Regions from separate parts of the Mus musculus genome. Here region 1 is linked to region 2. A link is a contact called in public HiChIP or PLAC-seq data. All regions are on one chromosome and are shown on one strand. Each heading gives the region's core, a stretch centred on a gene start, on an enhancer-like site or on the middle of the called end of the contact. The rest is flanking DNA. Distances are from core to core; before and after follow the strand shown.

Region 1 (6,929 bases), core at 535-3,034, 260 kb after region 2:
CCTTTCCTTTGAAAACATATCTTTCCTAACTCCACACTGATGCACATTTGAACAGAAGACAGGTTAACTGGCCTAGAGTCACCCAGGACTCTTCCTTCAGAAGAGGCACGCTCATTAACTAGGCTCATATGATACTTAAAGGATGGTTAAAATTCCCAGCCGATCATTGAGGCATTGCGGCCACACCTCTAATCCCAGAAGGCAGAGGCAGGTGAGACAAACCAGGTCTACAGAGTGAGTTCCAGGACAGCCAGAGCTACACAGTGAGACCCTGTGTTCAAAGGGGGGTGGATGTGGGGCTCAGCAAAAATTTAAAAACCGGCACTGTTAATCTGCTTTTTTATATTTTCTTTTTAACTTAAGACAGCATCTCATTGAGCTCAGAATGACCTTTGTTGCGTAGCCAAGGATAACCTTTAATGCCTTACCCTCCTGTCTGTACCTCCCTGTGTGCTGGGACATATACTATCAGATCCGGTTTATAGAGCCGAAGGGGGCGTGGGTGTCGTGCATGCTCAGCAACATTACCACATCACCTGAGCACACCACCAGCCTTTCTTCCCCTCGTGTAGTTTTGTTTGGGGGGTTTTTTGGTTTTCTTTTTTTGGTTTTTTTCTTTAGGACAGGTTCTTTCTATGTAGTCCAAGCTGCCCTGGAACTCACCAGGAGCCAAAGTTAGCTTGAAAGTCCGTCTGCTTCCCTCAGGTTCCAAATTCGGCATCAGAGCTGTAGACCGTGATCTGCTCTTCAGTTCAGGGAGCTGATCACTGCCGTTAAACTCCACCATTAAACTCCACCGTTAAGTGTCTTTTAGTATTTGAGGTGATGCTTCCCTGTTCAAAATACAGAAACCATGAGTGAGGCCTAGTAGGTAACAGCTGTAATCCCTGCATTCCAGGTGTGAGGAAAGAGGATAAAAAGGTCATGGCCAGCCTGGTCTATGAAAGGGAACTTTGGGCATTATAGTCAGACTTGGTCTCAAACAAAGGAAAATAAAGAAAGTACAGGTGAATATTTAGTTTCTTACCTTACCAGGAAAGAGTTCTTAGGCATAACCAGTTTTTTTTTTACCTACATATCTAGCTATAATGAAGATTTCCATACATAAAATAGACCTAAACAAAGTTAAAAGATAGTCCAACTGAGCAGAAAAATTTACCGTCCTTTAACAAAGGGCAAACATTTTTATCTTATATTAATATCACTGTCCCTATTTTCATATGTATGGGTGTTTTGCCTGCATGTATGTCTGCATACCACGTGGGACTCTCAGACCGACAGTTAGACCCCTTCTTGGTCTGACTAATGATTTTGACTCATGATTCAGTCAGCTGATTTGGTCACAGTCCCAGTTTCCATCCTTCTAATTGTGTTAGGGTCCAGAGTCGCCACACAAATCAATAGGAATACCAATCTCAATTAAGCAAGAGTAGTTTCTTGACTGCATACCTTAATACCGGTCAGACCAGGGTCATAACTCAGAATTATCTAAACTATGACAACAGACATCTTTTTCTGTCAGCTTATAAATAATAATAATAATGACAACAACAATAATAATAACACAATGAGCTCATAGACAGGTGCGAGAAGTGCTGCCCAGTGGTCAGCTCTGACTCAAGCCATTTTAGACAGAACAGTTCATATTGACCTTTAACTTGATGAGTCCTACATAAAGCTTTGTGGAATTTCCTAAGATTAACAACCCTCATACAGAACATAACAGGGCATGTGGTCAGCATGACCCTGCTCTGAGTCAGGTCACTTCTCTGTGTCAGCAACTGGCAGGCATGTTACAGCAACAGTATGAAATAGCTGGTGGCAGGCATGGGACAAAATGGCTACAGCTATACTGTGGGGGTGGGAGGTGGGGAGTGGGCGGGGCGGGGCGGGGCGGGTCAGATCTCAACAATCCACTGGGGCAGGTCTTAAATCCACAGGCTCAGTGATCTTCCCTCCTCAACCTTCCATGTAGTGAGGACTGTAGGAGCGTACCACATTTCCCAGGCCCAACAAAACAGCCACAGAAGACAAGCAAGGTTTACCCTGGAGCACTGTGTGAACCAGGCTGGCCTCCACTTCAGAGGTCTGCCTCCTCAGCACTGGGACAAAGGCATGAGCCACCACGCCCAGCCTTGAGTGCTGGAATTAAAGGTGTTAAAGGTGTTTGCCACCTGGCTCCAGCTTAACCAGTCTTTTAAAATGTAAGAAGTCTTAAGATTTGGAATTGAAAAATATAGTTTAGTTTAGGCCAGGCATATCATGCAGAAGTAAAATAATTTCCCAGCATGCACAAGGACCCAGCACCACAAAACCCAGAGAAGTGTAGCAGTTTAGCTAATACTCTGTAATGTCATGGCGACTGGGATCATCCTGTTAGCCCTTGCTGAGCAGTGAGCTGTGGTGCCCGCATTCCAGACTGTAGACCTTCTTTCTCCACTTGCCAGGAGACAACCTGCACCAGACAGTAAAGATTCCTCTTGTGTTGAGAGACGCCCGTCCATTACATAAACAGATTTCAACTCAAACTTTAAAATACGTCACGATTCCCTTAAGAGGAGGGCTCCCATAGAGAATGGTGCCTGTAAGCCTTTTTCCTTTTCATGAACTAGTGGTATGAAACTCCAGACAGAAAGAACAATGGCACAGAGGCCCTGCCGTTCTGTCCCACTGAAGAGCACAGATGTGTCTGGCTAAGTGGCCTGAGGTCACTGTGCAGTGTGGCTCTGTGCGGTTCAGAAGCTAGGAAAGGCCTGGGGAAGCCTGTCATTCTGAAACACGGATATAGGGAGGGATTTGCAGAGGTTGTAACTGTACAGAGGAGCACACGGGCTTTCCTCATCCCAGAGTGCAGCGCCCTCCAAAGCCTTTGCTGAGCAGTGACACACTCTCAGACACTGATTTCTCTCTCCTTCTACTCGTTTTAGCCTCATTTTTTGGCACTTGTAATAAAACATGTATTTTTTTCTCCCTAGCTTTTCATCTTCCTCGGGTAGATAGATAGATAGATAGATAGATAGATAGATAGATAGATAGATAGATAGATAGGTATCATATAGCTAAATGTATATTATCTGTCCTTCCAAAAGACTAGCCCTCCTGTCACCAAGGAGCAGGGGTGGGAAGGAAAGGTGCACTGTGTTTAGAAAGCCAGGAAGAATCTCCCAGTGTTCGCTGTCTTCTCTTTTTTGGCCCTTCTTTGTGGCCCTGCAGCCCCTGGGGTCAACAGGAAGCTTGTATGCGGTTGAGAATGTGGTCGCGGCTGCATAGGGAAGCCACAAGCCTGGGCAGCTGCCTGTGAAACATGGGTAGGCAGACAGATGGTCAGTGATGTGCTGGCCTGCCTGCGCACGTTCTTCGCCACAGGGCGAAGGAAAATAGAATCCCTTAACTGTCACTGAAGCAGAGCTTAAGGGACCCCAGTTTAAGTGGGGCATGTGTTTGCTAAGTCGTGCAAGCCGGTAATGCAGACTGCTTCCAAGATACACAGTTGTTTTCTGCACTATGATAATTTTGTAATTACCTGGGTCTCTCCTTGAGGCCCTCGGTGACCTGGAGGACTGATTACATGCCTGTGACACTCCAAGGGCGCACCTGCAGGTTTGTCAGGATTTAACATATCCTGATTGATATGAGGCCCCCAACACACATACAGTAGAGGGCTTCCAGGTCTAGGTTCATTCAGAGATGATGCACCTAACCCTCAAGAGACTGGAGGCCCCAGGGAGTTTAGAGGTCAGATGGGGTGGAGGGTGCGGGCATCCGTGTGGAGACGGGGTGTGGTGGGGAGGAGGTGTGGGATGTGGAGCAGTTGGAGGGTGGGAGGGGAGGGGTGGGGAATGGAATATGGGGTGTAAAAAATAAATTACAAATTAAATTTTAAAAAAATATGTGGTGGTTTGAATAGGAGTGGCCCCTGTAGACTCATTAGAATGCTTGGCCCATAGGAAGTGGCACTCTTAGGAGGTGTGACCTTATTGAAGGAAGTGTGTCATCACTGTGTAGGAGGGCTTTGAGGTCATCTATGCTCAAGCTCTACCCAGTATGGTTGCACAGTTGCCTGTGCTGCCTACAGATCAAGATGTAGCTCTCTCAGCCCCATGTCTGCCTACACACCACCAGATATCGCACCAGTGATGACAATAAACTAAACCTCTGAGCCTGTAAGCCAGCACCAATGAAATGTTTTCCTTTTTAAGAGTTGCCATGGTCAAGGTGTCTCTTCATGGCAACAGAAATGCTAAGAAAGAATACAAGATGGGAGTCAGGCATGGCGGGGCACACTTAGAGAGCTGAGGCAGCAGGATCATGAGGTTGAGGCCAGTGTGGGCTGCACAGTGAGAAGTCTATGTCAAAAAAATAAGTGTACACATGATCTCTCCAGCCATGTAACATCTATCCATGGCCCTTGACATTTTAGTCAGTAGATCCCCGAAATGCAGTCCTCAAAACTCCCAAACTACCATTTAGTAGGTCTTCAACTTTAAAATGTTGAACAAGTAGAATGTTTGTGTCTGTTAGCAGATGTAGTGTGTGAAACACCTACCACCTACCTTCCCCCCCCACACACACACACGCCCTCTACCCCCACCCCACCCCACCCCACCCCACCGCACCCCTGCCAGCTTGGCCTCATTTAAGCCCTCAGAACCTAATGGCTTGGGGCTGGAGCTCAGTGTAGAGCCCTTGCCTGGTATGCACAAGACCCTGATCCTCTGCAACATGAAAAACCTCATTAGGTAGCTTTACCCCAGAAGACCCCGTAGGCTAAACTGAGAGATGCTGGCTGTCCAAAGTGAAAGCATAGAGCTGAAGCCATGAGTTTTGAAGTCGGCCAGGCTGCAGAAAGGACAAATATTGATGTTTAAGCCTTTTGGGTTCTAATTGCTTGATAATAGTGGAACATGTTACCAAAAGCCAAGTTTGTGTCTTCAAAAACTAGTAAAAATACTAATTTGAGCATTGAAATTGCTACTTGAGGCTCTCCCCTAGAAACTGCCCTTGAAACACAACAGAGGAATGTTTGTGCCTTTAGAGGGTGGAAACTGAAGGCTTTTCATGAACCCTGAGCAAGCCAGCCGCTGTCAGGTTTACAAACAAGAAGCATTTCAACTTCGAATCTGCCTTGTTCCACCCTGGTAGGGAGTTCCAGAAAGGCAGGCATGTCTATCCAGATCCTCCAGGCCAGCCCAGAGAGCCGCGGGGCACAGCTTTGGGGTAGACCCTGCCTGTAAATACATTCTGTATGGTCAACTCCAGCTCAGCCATCTGACCCTACGGGAAACCTGCTTTAAACAGTGCAAAACGTTGCCCGCTTTCAGAATTTTTATCAGTTCCTCCGTTTTGTTTCAGGATGGCAAATTGAGCCATAAATCAAACTTAAATCGAATCCCCCCAAAACTTTGGGTTTTGTCAGAAATTAATCAGTTCTGTGCAAGAGACGGAGTGACGGATGGGAACTGCTGTGGGCCCGAGTGGGAAAGGAGCCTCTGGCCTGTGGTGGTGATGTCGATTCCTTTGCAGGAGGAGTTGTGCTTTCCTTCAGCCGGCTCTCGGCCCCGCCCCTCCTCCCCACTGTTGTAGCTTATTCAGAATATCAGGGTGCTGCCCTGAAGGTTGCAGAGAAGTAGGGAATTTTGTGAATCCAGATGGACTACATCTGCTAACCCAGCTTAGTCAATTGCACGTTGCCTCAGGCTTCTTGTCTGCAAAGCAGAGCCAAGAAGCTCCACCGACCTGACAAAGATTTAAATGAGAGAGTGTACGGGGAACTTCTGGAGTGAGGTGCATGCGCAGTAAAGAGTTGTTATTGCGGTGTAGTTCTTGTGGCTTGTATACTCTGTGACTCATGAGGGAGGAAGCAAGACTGGAAAGAATCTACTCTTGGATATTTCCATTTTTATCACTGTCTTACATGTGTCATCTGCCTAGCAGAGGTCCCCAGGGATCTTCCTTCCCATGCCGCACGGTGACTCACACAGTGCTGGACAAGGAGAAGACGGTGGGGACATGCTTGTTGACATGAACTTACTTAGTACCATCTGACATCTGTGAACTCCCTCTCAGGAGAGCAGATCAACCCTGCCATGTGGGAGTGTGAGGACATTCTACCATCCTCCTGTCCTTTTGGCCCCTACTTGGCCACTAGGCCTACCCTGCCTTTTATAATTATTATTATTATTATTATTAGCCTTAATCAGCACTAGAGCTGGGCAGATATCCACCCTCTAAGCTATTAGAATCTATTTCCCCATTAATAACCCTGAGTTATAATTCTCCATGTTTCGTCTGAACTGCTCTTAACTTCAGTTGGCCAGTCCTCATAGCCATGCTTTCATGACTCTCCTACCCATGACATCTTCTTCTCCCATCCTCTCCCTCTCTCATGGTCTCCTCAGATCCCAAGCCTGGGAACTCCAAGCCCTGCCTATATCAATTCTGCCCAGCTATAGGCTGTAGGCATCTTCATTCACCAATCAGGAGTAACTTAGGGGTCAAGGTGACATTGCATCACTTGAGTCTATGTGCAGATTTTCTCATCCTTGGGGGCAACCAGGCCTTAGGGACCAGTATTTAGCATTATAATACATTATAATAATATAATTCTAATACATAGCAAAAGACCAAACCTCAACATTACGTGTTACATATTACATAGAACTAACATTGCAACTGGGACCAAGAGAGCTTCCTTGTCCTGTTTCTAAATGAAATCTCAGTGCTCTGATAAGCTTAGATTAGCTCAAGGTTCTTTGTCTTGTTACATATTTCTCTTAAGCATTATTGATGTCCTATCATTCAGATATCCTTTTTGAGAAAACTTGTTAATTACATTACGCTTGTTTGAAATCCTTAGGGATCTATTTGATTTTTGCATAAGCATGATTGATAAGACTTAAAATCCTTATTTTAAGTCTTCTCTAAGAAGC
Region 2 (6,795 bases), core at 3,867-6,366:
GGTTGGCAAAGGGAACGAGGCAAGCCCTTCACTAAGAGCCTCCCACACAAACAAAATGGCCACGGTAATCCAGTCTTGGCATGCTTTTTCTATTACACGTAAAAAAGACAAAAGACAACCCTGTACAAGGGACTTGCAGTTTCCACGCCTCTATGCATTTTCCTTCCCCGACTGTAAACGTCAAGAGACAGGCACAATAGTGTGAGCTGTTCTCACTCCGGACAGTTTTAAAGAACTGTAGCGTGGTGAGGACAGGGATCCCTGGTCATAACTGGAGATACAGGCCTTAACGTCATACGCGTCATAGGCGAGAGGAAGCCCTGCAGGTTATTAGCACAATAACCTTTCAACTAGACGATACAGCCCAGGAAAGAACATTCCTGGGAGCCGGTGGCATAAAAACAGAACGAAAAGCTAATAAAACTCAGCTGCACATAAAAACCTCTTCCACTATCTCTCATTTCTATAGAACATCCAATAAAGTAGATTGGCAAATTTTTCAACATTTTACATACAAAAGAGTTTTAATTGTTGTTATCTCAAAACAGTCATAAATGTACTATGCATTCAACAGCTGGGTTCTAGTGGGCTGGGATGACTAGGTAAAGCATCATGCCTTCACATTCTGGGGGAACACTGCTCTTGCAAAGTGCCCAAGGTCAACTCTCAGAACTCATGCTGATACACACATCCCAGCTCCAAGGGATGTGGTGCCCTCTTCTGGACTCTGTGGGCACCTGCACTCACATGTGCATATACCCAATGCAGATACACATATAATTAAAACAAAAAAAATCTTGAAGAAAAAAAAAACCTGTTCTGAACATACTAATATATCACATTTTTCTGTCTTACAATTGGTGGTTATTAACAAATCTATATGACAGCTTTTCTTATGAGCGAAGAATTCATGCTTCAGAAACATCCCCTGATCAACATCCTTCTCTTCATACAGACATATAAAGTCTTCTCAGAATTTTGTGGCAAATGTATTTATATTAAATATGATATATCAGTATAATTATATATAAAGTATATTGTATATATTAGTATATATAATTATATATTATATTACATACATATAATCATATTATATTTATATATTATTTATATTTATATATTTGTATATAATATATAATAATATGAATTATATATTTATATATCTATAATGATATATAATATAATATATGCATAAATATACTACAGTCATTTATACTTATATATAATATATATAACATCATGTAATATATGTAATTTTACATGTTATATAATTATATTATAATATGTAATATATGACATATGTATATAATACATAATTATATGTTCATAGCATATTATATAATATGTATATTATATAATTATACACCAGTATACATGATTATATTATATTTTCTGTTTATAGACAGGAGCCCATATCTACTTAGGAATATTAAAAACACACTCCAGGTCTGTTTAGGAGAATACAGCTATTTAGCTTCAAACGATACTTGTTTTCCCTGGGAAACTCCTAAGGAAAAGGTACAGTCACCTTTACAGTATTCTGGAAGTGGATCTAGAGCACGGAACAAAGTTTAGTTTGGCTATTAAGTAGAAAATATCTGTATGCATGAACTACATTGTATGTTATGTGAGCTGTGAAATAATAGATTTAAATGCTGAGTAACCATAGGGGGAAATAGCATGTGTGTGTGCCATCCCAGCCCATGTCAGTAACCTCTTCCCCTCATTTTGCTGTTTCCTTCAAGCAAGCCATACTTTAGCCACTGAGATCACACCGTCCATTAACCTGAATAATGGACTACTTGGCAAGCCAGAAACTGGCTCCACCACCACAGCATGACAAAGGGAGAGACAGCAAATTGAAGTAGACCTCTATAGTGCCCTGATTCCTTAAATCATTGAGCAGAGCTGAAAGCCACAGGCTAGGGGGAGAATAAAACATGTGGGCCGGCGGTCAGTACGAAAATGGGGTATGGCTGCCATGGGGAAAGGGCTTCTACTTCAGAACAGGAAGTCTAACAGGTCAACCTAGTTGTCCCTACATGCTAGGTGGTAAGGAGAACAGGAGGCTTTGAGCTATCATCTGTCTGTGGTAAGCGGAAATGAGAACCTATAGCATTCATAGTGCTTTCCTGTGCTCTCCTTCAGCAGATGGTATGACCCAGCAGCCCAGACCAAAGCCATAATCAGATGAATTATATATAAAGACACCTGAATGGTACCAGCATCTCACTCCGCCTCCAGCCTGTCCTTCCACCAGTAGCAAATGATCTCTCTGAAGTGAAATCTGATCACATCACTCCCTGGTTTCAGATACTTCAATGTCACACAACTATTTGTCCACAGGATAAACAGGGACTCAGATATAACGTCTAACCCAGATCAAACCACCTTTTCCGTTTCTCTCTCAACTTCACCAACTCATACTACACTTTGAACTTTTTTGTTGTTCCTTGAACATAAACTTAGAGCCAGGCAGAGGGGCACACACATCTAAACCCAGAAGTTTCTATAGGATACTGAAGCAGAAGGGTGTCAAATTTGAGGCAGCCTAGGCTACATTGTGAGCCCCCATCTCCAACAGTAAATACATAAATAGGATATAAGCAAGCAAATGTATAGCATTCTACATACGCTCATAGAGTGCCCTGAACTCAAATGTCCATCCGACACTGATCTGGTATATCAATCCAACAGCCGTCTCTCTACTTCTTCAAACAATTCAAGGTCCAGCTCATCTCCCCCTGAAGGTATCTCTGTCTCCCTAACTTAAGTTGGTTCCGGAATCATCCTGGTTGGTGTACTGGACAAAATAGCAGCCCTCGGATATGTCCACATCCTAACCTTCAAAGCCTGTGACAATGTTATCTATCTTGTCTGCAGTAAGAGACTACAAACATTGTTACACCCCCATCCAGGCTGGGTGCAATTTAATCTGACCACATACAACCAGAAATCCTTTCATGGTTGTGGAGAAGCAGAGATCCGGCAGCCTGAGAGAAGCTGGACCTCCTTCCTATTGTTAAAGGGCCCCAGGCCAGGAAATGCAGGAGCAAGGTAAAGCAGGCATCTGCTAGAGTAAGCAGAGAGCACTGCCTGCCCGACACCTTCGTTATGGTGCAGTGAGAGCCCAGGCAAGCTGCTGACCTACAGACCTGCAAGATAACAAGTTTGTTGTTAAGCTCGTGAGGATTTGTTACAGGAGCATCAACAGAAAAAGACCAAAAAGGTCACAGGGGGCTGGCTTAGTTGGCAGAGTTCTTTCTTAGCATGCACAAAGCCTAGGTTCCACACCTTACAACTGCATAGCCTGGGCACGGTGGTGCACATCTACAGCCTGGGATACATGCTACTCTGTTTAAACAAGCCAAGCCTCCTATCCTTGGGGATGGTTTTGCACGTTACACTGTTGCTGCCTGCTCTCTGAGTAGCACATGCTGTTGCTTTGAGTAGGAACTTGACTTATAGCACTCTCAGTACAGACTGGATCCTGTGCATATGAAGTCCTCAGTGGGACTTCGGAAGCAATAGCAGCTCATGACTTAACTCCAAAGATGCTACTACTATGATTAAAACATTTTTTTCTTCAATCCAAAACCAGAATTTTGTTCTCCAACAAGCCATTCTAGAAACATCTGCTGGCCCTGATTTACTTCCGGCTTGCCCCTTTTGTTATCAGGGCAGCTACTCTCTTTGACCCAGTCCTCCCATGAAACCTATGTATATAGGTGTGAAAAAAATAAAAATCTACATTCTCAGACTAATGACTCGGCTAAGCAGATAAAGGTGCCTGCCACAAAGCCAGATGACCTAAGCTTGACTCCTGGGACCCACATAGGAAGCAGAGACCTGAGTTTCTCAAAGCTGACCTCTACCTCTGTCTGTGTGTTAGAACACACGTGTGTCACCCCCTTATCCCCACCACCACCAATAACAACAACAAAGAATGTAAAAAAAAAATCTGAATTCTGTAGCTTCATATCTGACACGCTTTAATATTGCATATTATCATGGGAACTTATTTTTACTTCCGTTAGTTCTAAGAAACAACAAGAACTACCTTATTTATCCACAGAGCTTTGCACTTGGGTCTCCTAAGTATCAAATAAAACAAATTAGTATTCGAGGTTCATCTCTTGAATCAGGATTTAGAAATATTCAGGAGTACTAAAATGCCACTTTATAACCCTCTAAAATTGACATTACCTACCCTTTTTAATAGGCAAAGTCAATACTATGGCGCACATCCTATCAATTATCCCGGCTTGGTGTGCATGTGGAAACATACAGTTTGTGCCCATCGCTGTGCTAATTACATCAATATAAGCAGTGAAGAATCTGTAACCACCCATGCAGTTGGTTCTCTATATTTTCTCGCCCTTGGAGGTGCACTGGGAAGAATGGAGAGTCAGAGGATCCTGCTGCAGATTCATTTACACAGTTTATAAATCACAGAGATGCGAATTCTGAAGGCAGATCATTAGTAAGAAGTAAACTGCACAAATCAACATTTATATAGTTTAGTCTCCTCATCAAAATGGAATTTGGGAAAAGTCAGTCTTCCAGATGACACAGAACTTTCAAGGGCAGCAGGCAAGGACAATGGCTACTGTATAATATCAAAAGCACTGGAGATGCAGCTCGGTGGTGGAGCATCTGCATAGCGTGTGTAAGGTGTGAGTTCAGTACCTGGCAGTACACTAAAATCAAATCACAAGTGGAGCCGTGTTATAGAGCTAGACAAGGTTCTCTGGCCACAAATGACTCCATCATCTTAGTATCTTAACACCCCTCCTCCATGAAGACAGTCTGTAAGCCGTGCCTGGCCTGGATGTCTTCCTACCAATGGCTACTTCCATTCTGTAGGACACAGAGTAAAAAGATTCAGACTCATTTTGTGATTTAAAATGGGTTCCATATTAAACCTGGAGGCTTTTAGGGAATGTCATCTCAGGATGGGATCCCTGGTGTGCTGATTGCTTCACACTGAGAACACTTGGAGGCCAGCCAGTGCAAAAAGAAGCTTTTCTCAGAAATTCCAGGAGGGTGGAACACCTTTCAGGCACAGCAGGGGCATTACCATGATAATCAGAGCGGCTATGAGGACCTCCCAAGATCCGGCCTGTTTTCTCCCAAAAGAGGGTACAGATAGGTTCGTGAACCTCACCTGAGACTCCAGCCACTCCACCATCCCCATGTCCTCTCCTCTACCCCAAGTTGTATATAATTCTGTCCTGCTGGATATGTTCTTGGATGGAACAAGCGGTCACCAGTTGAGAAAGTTTAACCAAGAGTGGACTCTCCGTAACTTTTGGCAAGTCCTGCCTCTGCTGGGTGGGGCTTTCCAGTGATGTAGCTCTCTTAAGTCACCCACACACAGTCCTGTAGGTAACCCCTCTCCTCCAGTACAAAAGCTTGGGGCTGGCAAGCATAGGGAATGGTTCAGCGACTCCACTTGGTCTGGGCTAGGCACACAGGCCTCTGCTAATACTGCACTTGGCAACCTGAAGGCCTTACCTGCAGGTACTGCACAAACACAGCCCTCTCCAAACATGGAATACATTTCTCATACTGAACATCAAATCTGAGACAGAACACTCTGTTCGGCTATGAAAATGAGATCAACCAAACTAGTTTTGGTACACGAGCAATAAGTAAACTATGCTGGTGTAAGTGAAGTTTTAGAAAGAACCCACTATTTGCTGTCTTATGTCTGAGTGAGATTAGGTATACATGTGATAAAAAAAAAAGCCAGATGCATTATGGGAAATTCACAGTAAAGAAATAGATACATAATGCAATCTATCAAAGATAGAGAACCACCCAAAGGATGCCCCGAGTGACTAAACGGCAAACGGCTCCCTTTCCCCTTTTTTTGGTCCCATTCGGAGAAGCCACAGACATTTGGGGCCTTGAGAACCTTAGCCCATGGGATCTGTTGTCAGTCTTGAGAGTGTGTTCCTGTCTAATCTATACTTGCTTCACTGTGAATACAATGTTATTGTCACTTTTGTCATCTAGGTAACACATTATTTCAACTCTTTGAATAAAGAGGCCCTAGGCCTGGACTCAATAAAGTCAGTGGATGAACTTGGGTGGAATGTGTCTCTGGTCTGTTGCTGATGCACCTATCTGGCTTGGGTGAACAGACATTTGTTAGCCTCAAGAAAAGCTCAGCTGGGGCTGGAGAGATGGCTCAGCTGTTAAGAGCACTATTCTAGAGGTCCTGAGTTCAATTCCCAGCAACCACATGATGGCTCACAACCATCTGTAATGGGATCTGATGCCCTCTTATGGCGTGTCTGAAGACAGCTACAGTGTACTCATTATACATATAAAATAAATAAAATCTTAAAAAAAAAAAAAAGAAAGAAAGAAAGAAAGAAAGAAAGAAAAGAAGAAAAAGAAAGAGAAAAAGAAAAGCTCAGCCAACACATCCCAGCCTAAAGCTTAGATCCAGAAGGAAAAAAAATCTTCAATGGTCTTCAATCCTGGCCCTGAGATTCCACCAGCCAGAGAAGACTAAATGTTTCTCTGAAGAGAAGAGGACAATCCCCGTGCGGAGTCTGGCTTTGACATCCACTATCGTCCTTCACCTTCACAGAGAACCAGTTACAAACCAGTGTGCTCTCTAGCCCTTCACGTCCCCTGAAGATCAATCCTTTCCTCACACTGACCACACCCCACCTCCCTTACAAAAGGACTGTGCGAACCTCTATCCTCATTGGCTCCTTAAATACTACAGTAAAGTGAATACACTCATAAATCTGTGTGCTGCTTCTGCTAGTCATTTAC

What was found. HiChIP or PLAC-seq counts read pairs in DNA pulled down with a chosen protein or histone mark.
Region 1: a contact with region 2 is called in an H3K27ac HiChIP or PLAC-seq map of embryonic stem cells, with 15 read pairs. The contact joins two enhancer-like sites. A contact is called at or near these places in 4 of 39 promoter capture datasets (the HPC-7 cell line, cranial neural crest, frontonasal cranial neural crest and 1 more), 1 of 15 datasets of contacts at CTCF or cohesin (the NIH/3T3 cell line), 2 of 484 Hi-C or Micro-C datasets (bone marrow-derived macrophages and nephron progenitors), 5 of 115 datasets of contacts at active chromatin or transcription factors (all in embryonic stem cells) and 1 of 9 other capture datasets (embryonic stem cells).

What each region holds. Positions count from the first base shown.
Region 1 is chr10:59,819,772-59,826,700 of GRCm38.p6, forward strand. The region is part of intron 8 of Micu1 (mitochondrial calcium uptake 1); the gene reads left to right. Among named protein-coding and RNA genes, the nearest start is that of Gm23803, 5.4 kb to the left of the region's middle. Within about 2 kb of position 1,785, at least 28 of the 459 cell types and tissues checked have an H3K27ac peak or open chromatin away from gene starts, as enhancers often do. A contact at or near this core is called in embryonic stem cells, where this site is marked.
Region 2 is chr10:59,553,730-59,560,524 of GRCm38.p6, forward strand. The region is part of intron 1 of Mcu (mitochondrial calcium uniporter); the gene reads right to left. Among named protein-coding and RNA genes, the nearest start is that of Gm40671, 18 kb to the right of the region's middle. Within about 2 kb of position 5,117, at least 11 of the 459 cell types and tissues checked have an H3K27ac peak or open chromatin away from gene starts, as enhancers often do. A contact at or near this core is called in embryonic stem cells, where this site is marked.